2 separate regions of the Mus musculus genome follow, and region 1 is linked to region 2. A link is a contact called in public promoter capture Hi-C data. All regions are on one chromosome and are shown on one strand. The core of a region is the stretch at or near the end of the contact, and the rest is flanking DNA. Distances in the headings are between cores, read along the strand shown.

Region 1 (4,872 bases), core at 1,926-4,425, 4.3 Mb after region 2:
ACTTCTGCCTCTCTGCCCCTTTCCCTAATGGGTAAAACTGTTTCAAAGTGCCTGGCCTGAGGCTCTGCTTTCCTATTGGCTACTGGTTTTTCTAGTCACTATTTAGATTGACACATCCATGGTGTACTCCCAACCCCTTACCCACCTAACGATTGTCCTCATTTTGCTTGATATTTTGGTCTCAGAGTCTTTCAATGGCCAATTGGGCTTACTTGTTCCAAAATTAAACAGATTCCACTTTAATTGGTTACAAATGATTTCAATATCAATCTAGGTTCTGACCGACTCAAAATCTGCTTACCTTTGTTCAAATCCCACCTTACTTTCCCCTTTTATAGCATACCTTAACCTCATATGCGACAGCTGTGTAGCCTTCACTTTTCTAATGGGCTATTAAAACCATCACCAGCTCCATCTTTTTCTTACCCTTGCCTCAATAATGAAGAGCTCATATATTCCTTATAGGGTGCAGGTTTATCTCTACTCCCTAGGCAATGGACTGAAAGATAAATCTTGCCCTCTTTCTTCCCCAAATCACACTTAGGAAGAATAAATATTTCTGTAACTACATACATCTCCAGCCCAAACTAAAAGGCTGTTGTTGCTTTGTTTCTTTCTCTTGGCTTCATCTTAGTCATAGGTACAGGAGTTGGGGGGTGGGGTCTTATGAATGCCTAGAACTTCACAAGGCAAAGAATTACAATAGTCAAGAACTTTCAGCAAGGTGTTGGTATCACATGCCTTTAATCCCAACACTCTGGAGCTAGGAGAAGGGTGATCTCTGAGTTAGAAGTCAGCCTGGTCTAGAGTTCCAGGGCAGCCAGGGCTACAGAGAAAAACCCTGTCTGGAAAGAACAAAACCATACTAAACCAAAACCAAAGAACTTTGAATAATATGGGGCCAATTAAATTGACTTATAGAAGTGGTACTTCAAAACTACCAGGTCCTAGATTTACTTGTAACTGTAGCCAGTTACTCCTTTGCTTTTAAAGTCAAAAGGTTTCAACAAGACGACAAAGACTCCAAAACAGTGTTAAAAACACTAGCGATTGTTAAAAGCAAGGAATAAAATGGACTCTTAGCTGGTGATTTTTTTAAAAAGATTTATTTTTATTGTATGCCTTTGAGTGTCTTACCTTCATGTGTATATGTGTACCACATGTATGCTTAATGTCTGTTGAAACTAGAAGAGGGTATCAGATGTCCCTGACCTGGAGTTATAGTTAATTGTGAGCCACCATGTGGGTTCAGATACTCAGACCCTCTGCAAGAGCAACGGGTACTTTTTAAAAATGAAAGCAACTTTCTAGTTCTGACTGATGAATTTTAAATAATGTCTGTGGGCTGTGAGATGAATCAAATAGCAAAGGTGAATGCCTTTCCTCCCCTGGAGACCAGTGGGAAGAAAGAATAGACTTCCAAACTCTCCTCTGGCCCATCATGGTTGGGTTTAGCATACCAGCAGAAGAATGGAATGCAGACTCTATCATGTCTCTTTCTTCGGACTTTTATTACTTCTCCTCGTCACACTCATCAGAAGCAGAAACAAGGAGCTCCATGTCAGTCTCCAGTGGAACAACGTGGTGGAGAAGTAGAAAGAGAGAAGGAAAGAGAAGCAGAGATACTGTCATTATAAATGCTCTCTATAACTATAGGACAATTTAAAAAACAGGTCCATATATGGCAGGACATTTATAAATACCCCTAAAGCCACTTTGCTATACCTTCCTTCTTCACACTTTGTTTATGGAGTGCTCTCTATCTCTGACAGGGCTGTGCAAAATTTTCTTGTAAGGGTTTGATAGTACTTTAGATTTTGGGCTTAAAAGGCAAAATTTAAATGACTCATATTAAAAATAATTTAAAATGTAATATTTAAACAAATACAGTCACGGGGTTTCAGCGGGCTGGGTTTGGCCTGTGGGTAGCAGCTTGCCAACTTCTGATCTAATTTTTGCTCTCATTTACATCTTAGTTTTTGCTAACCAATTTTAGTGTCAAGTTAAAAATCATACCACTTCCTCCTGACCTCTCACACTAGGAGTCTGAGCTGAGATGGGAAGCCAGTTTAAGCCAGTGGCTGAAGTGACACGTTGAACTTTGACAAGATGTTGGGCTGACATTCCAGAGTTCAATGATCCTGCCAACAAGCTTAACTCTGAGGAGGAACTGTGCTTTGCTACTGTGTTTCCATCAGAAACTGCCCTCTTCTCCGCCTTCTCCTATCTTTGCTTATCTTCAGTTTAGTTTCATTGTCTGCTAGTGAGAGTGGCCGCCCACTCAGGAAACAGATACTAATTTGCTACTCTACCCTTTATGTAGCAAGCCTAGGGAGGTATTCTGCTCCACCGGTTTTGATCTCACACCCATTCTTTGATAAATATGCATGGTTTGTGGACTAATGGACTGAAAGATAAGATTAGTGAAAACCCAGTTTAGGACTGGAATGTTTCCTTTAGGGGAAGAGACAGTTCCTAAAGGAGCATGAATCTGTACTGATCCATAGGATGAAACGCGAAAAGTCGCTCATTTCAGAGAAACACAAATGTCAGAATTATAGACCAGTGAGTGGCATGCTGGAAGGGGAAGCCCATACAAGTCTCTGTCACAATCCCTCCACCCCCGAAACTGAACATCCGATCTGGTAGACATTTATAGTTTTTTGTTGATTGAGTGACTCAGTTCTCCCTGCTGGTTGTGAATATTCCGTTTCCAGAAGGGCCCAGAATTTAATTCAGTGTCTTGTATTCTGGTTTCTTTAAAAACAAAAAAACAAAACAAAAAAAGAAATATAAAGCACACACACACACACACACACACACACACACACACACACACATGTATGTATGTATGTATGTATGTATGTATGTATGTATGTATGTTTGTAAGTATGTATGTATATGCCCACTAATCCCAGATATAAGGATTTGTGGTGCCTGGCACTCAATAAGCACTTTACACAAGTCTTAAATCTCAGAGTGGAGCGCAGATAGGCTCTGTCCCGGCGGCGCCTAGCTGGCAGGTGCAGCCTTGGGGTCCCGGCCTTCAGGCCGCAGAGCTGTGGCCTGGGCTGGGCGCGGCAGGCACATAGGCGAGGGGAGGCGGTCTGGCTCGCACGCCTCTGCGTGCGGTGCAGCCTTGCAGCCCCCGCCCCCCGCCGCCGCCGCCGCCGCCTTTCTGGCACCTCTCTCCCTCCGTACTGGACTCCGGTGCATTTCCGGCCCGGGAGAGTCCGGCGTCCACCCGGGCCAGCCCGCGGGGTGGGCGTGCGCCGTGATCTCCGCGCGCCCGAGGCCCAGCGGCCGCCATGGCCGACGTGAGTGTAGATCAGTCCAAGTTGCCGGGCGTGAAGGAAGGTAGGTCGGGACTCGCGGGCTCCGGGGAGCCGGGCTGCGCGGGGCACGCGGCGCGGGGCGGGCTAGGAGCGCCGCGGGCTGGCTCGGTCCGCCAGCGGCTGCGGGAGGCCCTCGCCTGGCCGCGCGGCCTTGTTCTGCCCTGTGGACGCTTGATGTAGAAATCCCAGCCCTTCCAGGCTGGCCCAGGCCAGGGGGTGGCGTTCCGAGTGGAGTGGAGCCTTTGTTTTGAAACATGACCCTCTCCCTCCTCTTCTCCTTCTGTTCCTCTCTTCTCCCTCCTTCTTTTCTTTTCTATCCTCTACCTCCCTCCTCCTTTCTTTCCCTCCTCTCTCCCTTCCTCCCTTCTCCCACTTCTTCTTCCTAGTCTAGTGTCTGGCTGGCTCTTAGCTTCAAAAATGTTGAAAATCTTAGGGTTGGCATTGCTTTGAATGGTGGACCTCAAGCCCCTATAAAGATGATCTCCCCACTTCCATTTTAATAAAGACCAGGCTGGAGTGGGTGGGAGCTTGTGATCCTGTTACCCCCGTTGCCCCCCATGGCTGCTATATTGAAGTCCAGGAAAATAAGATTGACTAGTACTGGCCAGGCCTAGCTTACTTCATCTCTCCTCCCCTCCCCGGGGCCTAGCATTTTTATTGTTTTGGTTACTGGCTCATCTTCTTGTCACTCTGTCTTTCCCTTCTTGGGAAGCACTGGACTTCCATTATGACAACACCTAGAACGTTCAAGAGTGCTCTCTCTTAAAGCCATAAGTTCTGAGGGGGGTGGGGGGGGGGTCTTTGTTGTGGATCTCTTTTGTTTCACCAGAGATCTGTGGCCAACACGGTCTGGGACTGGGATGTGTGTGTTGTGTAAGTGAAGGAGTTTTTCCTTTCTTGAGACTTTAGGCTTCATTGCCAATTTCAAGTGACTCAGATGGTCTCGCTCTGGCCAATTTGGAAATCCCAAGACAATTAGTGACTACTTGGCTGCATCTGTCCTAGGGTTTCAGAGAAGCACCGTGGCTAGGAGTCAATGATTTTATGTTTAAATTGTAGTAGGTTTGGATCTACTCCATTGTTTCTAAAGAGTAATAATGCCTTCAGGCTGAGCTTTTGGTCTTGGTATTTTTCCATCGTTTCTGTCCCTAACTTGACTTTGGTTATTACAGTTTTTAGTTAATGGAGTCTAAGGAGCCACTGGGAAGACATATCGGTTCTTCACCTGGAGGCCAGCTGTAGAGCTCCCCTCTTGCTTTTGGATATGGGTTTTGTGCGCAAAGGTGTTGGTTTTGTCTGAAGACAAAGTGCTCCCTTGGTAGTACTTTCATTGATGGTGGGTGTTGCTGATACTGGAGTTCAAACAAAACCTGACCTGAGGTGCAAAGCTTCAGTGTTGAGGTGCTGTGACTTCCCCAGCCTTCCACCTGTGCTAGTGACCTGGAAAGAACTTTTTTGTGTACGCTTTGAAACCCTGAGGTCTTTTCATTTTTTTTTTTTTTTTAACCGAGACATGCCTAACTTGTGCTAATATCTT
Region 2 (5,118 bases), core at 1,892-4,391:
GGTTCTCATGGAGACATTTTCTCAACTGAGGTTCCTTCCTCTCTGATAACTTGAGCTTGTGTCAAGTTGACACACAAAACCAGATAGTTTAGGCTGTGAACTTATTAAACAATAAACATGAGTAGTAAAATAGGTCTGAGCCAGGTGTGGTGACACACGCCTTTAATCCCAGCACTGGGGAGGCAAAGGCAGGTGGATTTATGAGTTTGAGGCCAGCCTGGTCTACAGAGTGTGTTCCAGGACAGCCAGGGCTATACAGAGAAACCCTGTCTCAAAAAAACAAACAAAAACAAAAACAAAAAGGTCTGAAAATATACATAAACAAAATTTTGTGGACCAACTGATTATGAAACTGCTGTTTCATTTTTGTTATTTTACTTTTATTTTATTTTGCTTTTGTGTATGGATGTTCAACAGTGGCTGGCCTAGAACTTTTTATTTTAGAGCAGGCTAGCTTCCAACTCAGAGTTTCACCTGCCTCTGTCTTCCAAGTGCTGGAATTAAAGGCATGTGCTGTGCAAGGCTCTATTTAATTTTTGGTGTTTTTTTTTTTTTTTTTTTTTTTCCGAGACCGGGTTTCTCTGTGTAGCCCTAACTGTCCTGGAACTCACTCTGTAGACCAGGCTGGCCTCTTTTTGTTTTTGTTTTTGTTTTTCGAGATAAGGTTTCTCTGTATAGCTCTGACTGTCCTGGAACTCACTCTGTAGAACAGGCTGGCCTTGAACTCAGAAATTCACCTGCCTCTGCCTCCCCAGTGCTGGGATTAAAGGCGTGTACCACCATGCCCCGTATTTGTTTTGTTTTTAAGCAGTATTTATGTATTTCAGGGGGCTCTTGCCCATGCTCTAGCCCAGGTGCACCTTGAACTTGTGATTCTCTTGGCTCTGCCTCTTGAGTAGGTAAAATCACAGGCCTGTGGCTTGGTTAAGATTTTTTTTTTTTAATTACCATTTGTAGTATAACTGGTCTCACACATTCCAAGATTATTAAGGAACATTTATATTTATATAAACATTCATTCATTTACTTTTGAGATACAGTTTCTCTGTGTAGCCCTGGCTGTTCTGGAATTTGCTCTGTAGGCCAGGTTGGCCTCAAATTCAGAGATCCCACTGCTTGCACCTCTACCTCTGCCTCACAAGTGCTGGGGTTAAAGGCTTGCACCACCACTGCCTGGCCACTAAGAGTATTTATAGTTAACTTTGATAAGGCTACTTTCAGATGATAGCTGAGTATCCTTATATTGGTGTCAACTCCATCTATACAGACTTACAAAACCTTAAGAATCTATGCTTTATTTTTAGCTCATGAGTTACTTGGTGCTATTTATGCTGTGAGAACAGGATAAGCACAGTGTTTACTGGAAACACCTCATGGGGGATGGAGACTTTGATTTATTATCTTCTAATTTATTATTATTATTATTGTCATTTTTTTCCAAGACTGGGTTTCACTATGTACCTCTGACTGTCCACTATGTAGACCAGGCTGGCCTTGAAACTCATAGAGATCCATCTGCCTCCATGAGTGCTGGGATTAAAGACATGTGTGACCATACTCAGACTATACTTTTTAAATACAAAATGTCTTCCACAGTTATAGTCTAAAGGTTAGCCTTAAATATTTCCTCTTAAGGGACTTAGGAAAATCCTCAGGGCATGTAATGACAGTACTAACCATAACGAAAACATCTGTTAGGCACATGTAGTCTTCCTCAGAAAAACTGAACTTTGTTGAGTTTCTTAGATCAGGAAGTATTATTTATTTTTATTTTTATGGCAACTTTGAAAGAGACTCTACACAGGATGGCCAATCCATTTTGTCACTCACTCACTTGTCCCTTGAGGCAAGGTCTCATTATATAGCCCTTGCTGGCCTGAACCCTCTAAGACTTGCAGGGATCCACGAGCCTCCACTTCCTGAGTGCTAGGGTTAAAAGTCCATGTCACCACACCCGGTCTCTATTTTGTCATCATTTTGTAACAGTTTCTGACACAATAACTTCCAAATAAGTACAGGTTTTATTTTTGAGTAAGGATAGCACATAGGGCTGGCAAGATGATTCAATGCTGGCCTTAGGGCATGCTGACCTAAGTTCCATCCCCAGGACCCACTTGTGGGATCCAAGTAGTAGGAGACGAATCAACTCCTAAGAGTCGTCCGTTGACTTCCACGCGCTGAGGTGCACACTCAATAAATAAACAAATACAATTTAATCTAATTTAATCTTTTTAGAGCCAAATACTTTTCGTAAATTACCAAACTGAGCCTTTTCCTTCTCTGGTTAGTCAGTCTTTGGTCTTCTGAATTAATGAGAAAAATTTTTGAGTGTTCAGGATACTTTCATATTTTAAAATTCAAGGATTAAATATCTTATATTTTTTTGCAAGGGGCTCGAGTTGTGGCTGACTGGAAACGTCTAGGCTTATGCAGCCATGCAAGTTTATTACGAGCAATACGAACTATATTGTCTCAATTTCAGTAAGGCAATATTAGATGATTAAAATCGTTTTTGTTTTTTGTTTTTGTTTTGTTTTACCAGAAGAGACAATCAGCTCTTGAAGTGCTAGGGCTGAGTCTGCCAGAAGCACCCATTTACATTTCTGTGTTACAAAGAATGACAGGTCCTTTGCACAAGTTGGTAGTGATTCTATCAGTCATTTCTCGCACCTGTTAGGTTGAAATTATTAGCATTATTTTTTAAGCCAGAGCTGAAGACGACCGACCAGAAAGAGATGAAAATCGAATCACCACCCTAGGGACATCTGTTAATGATACTACACACTGTGCTTCTCGTCTTACAAAAATAGAACTGCAAACTGGATTTCCTAGGATGTGCTGGGTGGCCGACATTTTCCGTGGCAGGGGTTTCACACGTTCCAGATCTGAATGGATATTAAATGGCTGGGCGAAATGCCAGGTAGCCCTTTCCTGTCACATTAAACAGCAGTGAGAACGGGCGGGGTAACCCTATTCTGTTCCGGCACGGAACGCGGTGGCTCGGACCAAGGGCACGCTGACGCGCAGGTAGCCCGGAGCTGCGTCCTGGAGACGCCGCCCGCCAGCGAACAGCGCCACCGGCTTCCGCCCTAAGCGCCCAGGGCTCCGCCGGCCTCTGCGGCAGGGCCGCGGAAACCCCGTAGGAGCAGGGCGGCCGAGGAGCGCGGCGCGCGGTCGCGCTGCTGCAATATTCTTCCGCCGAAAGCAAAGAGTCCCAGACCCGTTCCCGATTCGTGGATCTCCGGGAACGCTGTAATACCAAGTAATAGTGAAATGTGGATTTTGTCATCGACTCCTGTAGGGCTTCACCTCCGGTAACAAACTCCAGGAGTACAATTTTGTGGCTTCCGAAAGGGGAATAAGGAAATTCCTCCGCGAGAAACGGGTTCCGGCCGCGAGCCTATAAAAAACGGGCGGCGCCGTCCGCCTGTCTTTTCAGTCGGGCGCTGAGTGGGTTTTCGGATCATGTCTGGTGGCTCCGCGGATTACAACAGGTACGGCGCTCCCGGGGCGGCCGGTGGCCTGTAGTCAAGGTCACTAGGACCCGCGTTGAGGTGGGTTGCTTGGCGGCCACACTGCAGGTATGCGGGCTTTTTCTTAGGGCACACACTTCTCCTTGTGCCCTTCGAGAAGCTTCCATGATGGTAAGACTCCAGATGTTGGGGAGACAGGACGGATACAAGAACGGAGTATTAAGGATGCCCTTTCTTAGGACACATTGTGACATCTTGGCTGCTGCCCCTCCCCGTACGGGATATGGCAAGCGGAGCCGTGGCGCAGACTGCTTAGGGGCGGGTAACCGGGACCCGAAGGTTTATTGGCGGCCAGTGGCGCGAGCTGGCGTTCTTAGGGTTCTGTCGAGATGGGAGATTGGACGGCCAGGGGACGATCACCCTGGACCGTGAAACGGAGCGACGGAGCCGTTGGCATGGACCTGCCTGGGCCTTTCGGCGTCAATCACGCCGGCTTGCGCAGAGTTAGGGGCGGAGCTCGGCGCGCGGAGCACTCGCGAGAGCTTCGCTTCCCAAGCGGGAGGGCCTGGTCCTAGGGCACTGAGTAAAGGGGCGTCTATACTTAGGGGTCCAAGTCCCAAGCTGTTGGGGAGGGCGAATGGCGCTTCGCAGCATTGCGGCCGGTTTTGAGGCGTTTTCAGCAGAGCACAGGGGCGCGGAGGGGAATGAGGTACGGGGTGGAAGGGCCCTTTAAGGGTCTCTGCGTGGCTTGGAAGCAGTATGTCTAACTGCAGTGTTGTTGTCAGCAGAGAACATGGCGGCCCAGAGGGAATGGACCCCGATGGTGTCATCGAGGTAAGGAGTGGGTGTGGACGTTAAAGGTTTGGAAAGGTACATTTTTTTTTCATGTCTTATTCATAGTTTCATTATTAACTTACAGAGCAACTGGAATGAAATTGTTGATAACTTTGATGATATGAATTTAAAGGAGTCCCTTCTTCGAGGCATCTATGCATATGGTTTTGAGAAGCCTTCAGCTATTCAGCAAAGAGCTATTATCCCTTGTATTAAAGGTAAAACTCTATTGCCGTTAGGATAAGTGCTCTGCACATACATGGACCGGAAAAGGGAAAGTGACCTTTGGGGAAGTACTAGCACCTGATTGTATTCCTTAAAGTGAAATGATGGCAAATCATCTTTCGGGACTGACCTGAAATGAAGAGAATACTCTTGCTGATCACTTATGTGGGCGTAACTTTATGTTCCAACTGGAATACATGGTGTATAGTAGAAGTAACGATTTGATGTGGGATCGGTAAATATGTATCCTACTTTTTTTAGGGTATGATGTGATTGCTCAAGCTCAGTCAGGTACTGGCAAGACAGCCACATTTGCTATTTCCATCCTGCAACAGTTGGAGATTGAGTTCAAGGAGACCCAAGCACTAGTATTGGCCCCCACCAGAGAACTGGCTCAACAGGTATTGATAGTGTAGTTCAAAAAACTGCTTGCGTGTTGCATAGGTTTCAGGTTTCACAACTGTGAAGAATTTAAAATTAAAACGTATAAATTGTCCTAGTCCTGTGAGAGCCCCCATTTTAATTGTCCATGCATGCAGGGAGTTTTGTTGAAAGCTAAGCAGGAAATGGGTATTGTAGGTATGAC

What was found. Promoter capture Hi-C pulls out the DNA fragments that hold promoters and counts their contacts.
Region 1: a contact with region 2 is called in a promoter capture Hi-C map of pre-B cells. The contact joins the promoter of Ccdc50 here to the promoter of Eif4a2 in region 2. A contact is called at or near these places in 1 of 39 promoter capture datasets (pre-B cells) and 1 of 484 Hi-C or Micro-C datasets (muscle stem cells).

The regions. Positions count from the first base shown.
Region 1 is chr16:27,385,781-27,390,652 of GRCm38.p6, forward strand. Ccdc50 (coiled-coil domain containing 50) reads left to right here and starts at 3,176. Exons shown (of 11, transcript NM_026202.4): 1 at 3,176-3,357. The coding sequence starts at 3,309.
Region 2 is chr16:23,104,327-23,109,444 of GRCm38.p6, forward strand. It overlaps Eif4a2 (eukaryotic translation initiation factor 4A2), which reads left to right and starts at 3,142. Exons shown (of 11, transcript NM_013506.3): 1 at 3,142-3,494; 2 at 4,262-4,307; 3 at 4,393-4,525; 4 at 4,794-4,933. The coding sequence starts at 3,466. Snord2 (small nucleolar RNA, C/D box 2) reads left to right here and starts at 4,627; the gene lies at 4,627-4,694.